Regions from separate parts of the Anser cygnoides genome. Here region 1 is linked to region 2. A link is a contact called in public Hi-C data. All regions are on one chromosome and are shown on one strand. Each heading gives the region's core, a stretch centred on a gene start, on an enhancer-like site or on the middle of the called end of the contact. The rest is flanking DNA. Distances are from core to core; before and after follow the strand shown. Region 1 holds the start of ACTR2 (actin related protein 2). Region 2 overlaps CEP68 (centrosomal protein 68).

Evidence for each region. A called contact is a pair of places that touch in the nucleus more often than the background predicts.
Region 1: a contact with region 2 is called in a Hi-C map of fetal liver, with 1.8 times the contacts expected there. The contact joins the promoter of ACTR2 here to the enhancer-like site in region 2. A contact is called at or near these places in 5 of 7 Hi-C or Micro-C datasets (fetal liver, granulosa cells and liver).

Annotation. Positions count from the first base shown.
Region 1 is chr3:876,936-879,718 of Taihu_goose_T2T_genome, reverse strand. ACTR2 (actin related protein 2) reads right to left here and starts at 1,454. Exons shown (of 9, transcript XM_066995329.1): 1 at 1,276-1,454. The coding sequence starts at 1,323.
Region 2 is chr3:823,541-826,435 of Taihu_goose_T2T_genome, reverse strand. The region is part of intron 2 of CEP68 (centrosomal protein 68); the gene reads right to left. Among named protein-coding and RNA genes, the nearest start is that of CEP68, 11 kb to the right of the region's middle. Within about 2 kb of position 1,470, at least 1 of the 3 cell types and tissues checked has open chromatin away from gene starts, as enhancers often do. A contact at or near this core is called in fetal liver, where this site is marked.

The sequences.
Region 1 (2,783 bases), core at 205-2,704, 53 kb before region 2:
ACACAACCCAAAGCAACAGAAGCTGAAGTGACACAGGCCCCTCCTCTTTGGCACCCTCGCAGCAGCACAAAGGTATCTTACACTGTTGTAGTTATTTATATCCATCTGCTACAGTTCAGAGAGGGAAAAATGCATTGTCTGCCTCTTGATTTAAAAACGGAGGCAGAGCTGTTACACTGTATAAAGCCTGCGTTCTGAACTTCCCTTGGGAAATGGTGTAAAAATAATTGCCTCTACCCCTGGCTCATACCTTCCTGAGACTGGCTACACTACAGAGCTGCTGTCACTAGCTATACCCAAAACATTTTTTGTGATTTACTGCTATTTAAAGGGTACTCCTAAAGGATGAAGTCCTAAAATTTTCTTTGGATATGGGCCTCTCGGAATCAAGCCTGACAAAAAGAGCATTAAAACTTAAAAAAAAAAATCCACCAGCTTCCACTTCATTTGTAAAAGGAAAATGTCTTATTTTTCTTTCCTTTTTCTAATTGATACTGCAAAAAGTGCCCAGAGGCTCTGGACCTCAGTCCCGTTAAGGATAATTTTTCCTAGAAGGGGAAACATGAGAAGGCATCGGAGCTGTCAAACCCTGTCAGCTGCCTGGTTCTTCTTTCCAAAGCAGTCCAACCATTTCGGATGCTAACTGCAAACCGTAAATCAGGAGGCCGAATCCTTAACATCATCATCCTTTGTCTCAACTATTCCATCCTGGGTTTTAAATATTTTTTTTCTCCTTTATTCTAAGCGTCTGTTAAACATATATCCCGCCATCCCGGGGATGTTAGCGTGCCCTCGGCGTTGTTAGTGTAAGAGGCACCGTTTCTTTCCCCGGGGGGAACCTTGACCGATGAACAAAGCTCCCGAGGGGGATCTCCACGCCCAGCACCTTATCGCCTGCCTTTAAAATGGTACCTCCCGCACTTCCTGCCGAGGCGCCCCGCAGCCTGACAAAAGGCCGGCTTTCTGCTGCCACCCAGGGAGGTGATGGGGAGCCGAGAACCCCCCCCGGGCCCTCCCGGTTACCGGCGCCGATCCGGCGGCTCCGCAGCCCCCGCAGCCCCGCGGCCCATTCATTCCCACCCCGTCCCCTCCCGAGGGCAGGCCCCGCGCTCGGCCTCCGAAGCCCTACGGGGGCCGGGCAGGCCGGGCGCGGCCACCGGGCGGACCGGCAGCGAGCGGGGCCGGCGCCCTTCTCCTTCCTCCTCCTCCTCCTTCCCTTCCCACCCGACCTCCGGCGGCTCTCCCGCTGCCGGTGCCGCCGCCGCCGCCACTCACCCCGGTGCCGTTGTCGCACACCACCACCTTCCTGCCCAGCGTGTCCATCCCTGCGCCGCCGCCGCCGGCCCAACCGCCGCCCAACCGCCGCCCAACGGCCGCCCCGCTACCGGCACCGGGACCCCCCCCGCCCCCGCCGCGCACGCCGGAAGCCGTCAGCGCCCCGCCGCCGCCCAATCACGCGCCCACGGCCCCGCCTCCCCGCGCCCCGGGAGCGCCGCCCTCCCCCCGGTTGCCGTGGCGGCGGCCGCCCGGCAGGGGGAGCCGGCCCGTCATGGCGGCCGGCGCTGTCCCCGCCCTGCCTTCGCCATCCCCACGGCGACCCTCAGGGGTGCCCGAGTGGTTTGGGCCGTTCAAACGCGTTGTGTCCTTCCAGTGTTCTCAAATAATAAAGGATATCCCTGCTTTGCCTCTGATGGCCCCCAGATTCCCCCTACCACCACCATCACCCACTAAACCACGTCCCCAAGCACCACGTCCAGCCTTTCCTTGAACACCCCCAGGGACGGTGACACCACCACCTCCCTGGGCAACCCGTCCCAATGCCTGACTGCTCCTTCTGAGGAGAAATGCCTCCTCATCTCCAGCCTAACACTCAAGAAATCAGCAGCAGGCCCAAGCTTGCTCTGGTGAGGCCGCACCTCGAGTACTGTGCTCAGTTTGGGGCCCCTCACTACAAGAAGGACATCGAGGCCCTGCAGCATGTCCAGAGCAGGGCTACGAAGCTGGTGAAGGGCCTGGAACACAAGTGCTGTGAGGAGCGGCTGAGGGCACTGGGGTTGTTTAGTCTGGAGAAGAGGAGGCTTGGGGGAGACCTTATTGCTCTCTACAACTGCCTGAAAGGACGGTGTGGGGAGCTGGGGGTCGACCTCTTATCACAGGTAACTTGTGATAGGACTAGAGGGAATGGCCTCAAGTTGCGCCAGGGGAGGTTCAGGTTGGAAACGAGGAGACATTTCTCCTCAGAAAGAGCAGTCAGGCACTGGGACAGGCTGCCCAAGGCGGTGGTGGAGTCACCGTCCCTGGGGATGTTCAAGGAAAGACTGGACATGGTGCTTAGGGACATGGTTTAGTGGGTGACATTGGTAGTAGGGGGATGGTTGGACCAGATGGTCCTGAAGGTCTTTTCCAACCTTAATGATTCTATGATCCTCTGAACAGCAGCATGCTATAATTAGACACAGAGACAACAAAAGCACATGCTTTTTCTGTATACTTGCACATCCAAGTCACACACGAATAATAGTTCTGATTTTTTGGCATGCTTCGAAATGTAAAAAAAACAGCAGAATGTGTGCCTTTTTATCATGCTTTAATTGCATTCAGACATTGAAAGTGATGCGAAGGCAAGGCATCGCCTCATCGGGCAAGGAGGCAACCCAAATGAACGTGGGCTGATCCTGCATGATGCAGCTATCATGGAAGAACTTCTGGTCATTCTGGAGCCCAGCAGCTGCACCTGGGTATGTCTTGCACTCTGGTATAGATAAGCTTAGCCTTAATATTTT
Region 2 (2,895 bases), core at 221-2,720:
GCTGGCTCTGTTTAATAGCAAAGATCATAAGCATGTTCTGGAGCAAACCCCCAAAATCATAAAAATCACGTCTTGGCACATCAGGTGAACACAGGGAAGAGCAAAGAGGCCTTCCAGTCCGACCAGTGTTTCCTGGTTCCCGTGACAAGGCGTGCAGGCACAAACTAATTAAAGCTCTTACCGCTCCGGGAACAAACCTGTGTTTTACACCTCGCTGGCACGGCACAGCTCTGTCCTGAATGAATGGCCAACCTCACCAACAGTTCACCGGGCCCAGATGAGACATCATTAATTAGAACCTAAAGCATGTATTAACGTGGCCGAGCCCTGAAGGGTGCCGAGGTGGAAAATTGAGGTTTTTTTAAAAGATAAATACAAAAAACTTGAAATGGAAGCCACCCAGAAGTCAAAAGTATATAAAAAAAAAAAGTTAGAGGGGGAGGTAGGAGGCTATAAAACCTGAATCTTGGCACTTCGCTGTGCAACTTCTACCCCAACTCACAAGCGTTCATGAAATCAACTTCTTGTGAAAGTAATTAGTGGAAACACTTGCTCAGCTGATGACACATTTGCAAGCAAGCTGTAGAGCCAAGCCCACTGCATCTCACTGCTCTCCTGAAGCCTGAGCCCCGGAGCCCTGTAAATATGCGGGGCTCCTTTCTCTCTGGTTTCAGCCTCTGATTCACACACACACACACGCCAGAGCACGCCTGTGCCTGGCCGCACGCCTGTCAGCTCAGACAGGTCTGACAGAAGCCATCTCAGGTGACTGGCTTTCAGACCACTCCTAATTTCCACCCGCACAGCGACGGTTTGGGAAGCCAAGGAGAGCGCCTACTGCTGCCTCCGCAGGCCGAGCGACCCGAGGCAACGCGTCGCAGCCTCTCGAGGAGCCATGTGGCCGGGGCACGAGGAGCTGCCCTTGTATTGGGTTTGTTTGCTTTAGCGGCTGCTCCTGGCGCTTGGGCAAAGTCCTGAGCGGGTGCTGGGGAGGTGGGATGGGCACCCAGCTCCTGCCGGGGATGGATTCGGGCTCCGCAGGCACTCCACGCACAGGGATGCTCTGCCGGCACCCTCTTGCTGCCCTTGCTGGACCTCCGGTGAGGAGCTGCAACAGGGCAGAAGAGTTGGGTTTTAATAATGCACACCGAGCACTGTTAGGAAACAAAGGATCCCGGCAAAAAGCCAAGTTTAAAAAAAAAAAGTGAAAAGTGAGCTCGTTACAGCACACAGCCCACCACTGTGACTAAAGCTTGTGCAGTTTGCATACCCTCATGATGCAGAAGCAGCCCTGCGTTTCAGACCTCGACGGCTCAAATTTCCCCCCTCCCAGCACCCTGTAAAGAGGGCAGGGCTCCCCCCAGGCAGGGAGAGGCACTTGGCAGCATCAAACCCCACCGGCAGCCTCTCCGAGGTTACGACCTGCAGGGCCTCTGCTCGCCTCCGAGCTCTGATGAAGCGTAGCTCAGAGCAAACATCACCAAAAACAGCCACCAGCAATGGGGCAAAGTGCTGATCCTCACTGCGCTCGGCGTCTGTCTACAGAGGGAAGGAAGAGTGTGCTCCGGCTGTGTCCTTTAATGCTCACTAAGCCAATAAAATGATAACATGTGAACGATCCGTCTTGTCAGCTAGCACACTGCTGCACAGGTCCCCGAACGGGGAGCCTACGAGCTCTCTAATCCCCCTCAGGTGGAAGCTCCCAACAAAGGCTTGCAGAGGACAGAGCCAATTTAAGCTAACAAGCATGTGGCAGGTTTTAAAGCGCTTACTAATTAGGCTAGCTGGGTCTGGGCAGATTCAAGATCATAACTTCAGGCAACAAATGCTCCCCCCTCCGGGGAAAGCAGAAGTCACGGGAACAAGCAGCAGTTCGGGCCACGGGATGATCTCTGTCAGCAAAGCCGCGCTCCTGGCTTTCAAAGAAACACGGGCTCGCTACGTTTAGCTAAATCAAGGCGACTGGAAATAGCACATGGGGAATCTTGTTTTGCAAATGCGGGCCAGCGCTGAGCGCCTCTGCTTGCGTTTGCCAAGCTAGCAGGAGTGAGAGGTACTCCAAGGAACAAATGACACCTGGTGGGCTCCCTGCAGAGGCAGCCGAGCAGCGAAAGCAGCGCTGCCAAACTCCCCACGTGGCGGCTTCGCGCTGCTCGGTCACAGGCACGCATCTGGCAAAGCTGCTCGGGCTCCTCAGAGCTTCGTGAGCACCGAGGCATCTTCCAGCAACAGCAGCACCGAGCACGAGGAAAACACGGACTGGTTTTGCTGGTGCTCACCCAGCTGCAGCTGGGCCAGCGACGGAGCAAAGAGAGGCCAGCCAAGGGAGCACCAAGAGCAAATTCGACTTTAAAAAAAGGAGGAAAGAAAGAGGGTGAAATTATTATTATTATTGCTTTTTAAAATCATCTTTTTTCTCCCATTTTTTCCCTGGGACCCTGGCCTCCCACCATAAAGGGACGGCAGCAAGAGGTCGCTTCAAGCAGCGACACGCTGCGAGGAAGAAGCGTTTTGGAGCTTTCTGCCACTTGAAGTAAGGAAAGGCAGGCACAGCCCCGGTGACAGTGCTCTGCGCAGCACGAGGCCCCGTGCAGCTGCCCGACCCTGCGACCACAGGGTGAGTTCTGCACGCTCTGAGCGTGATTTCAGTGCAGGCCGAAGAAGATGGGGCTGGCGGCTGTGCTGCTGCGAACGGCAGGGGGTTGCGTGGCTTTTCCGGAGCCCTGTGCCCACCTGTCCCCTCCCCTGCTTGTTTCAGCATCCCTCGCTCCCCATTTGCCTGCACAGCACTTCCACAGCACAGCCCAGGCTACAAAGGTCACCCCCGTCGGGTGTGCTCAGGCCAAGCAGCAGGCAGGAACGGGCTGCAGGTGGGTTTGCAGAAGGGGGCAAAGA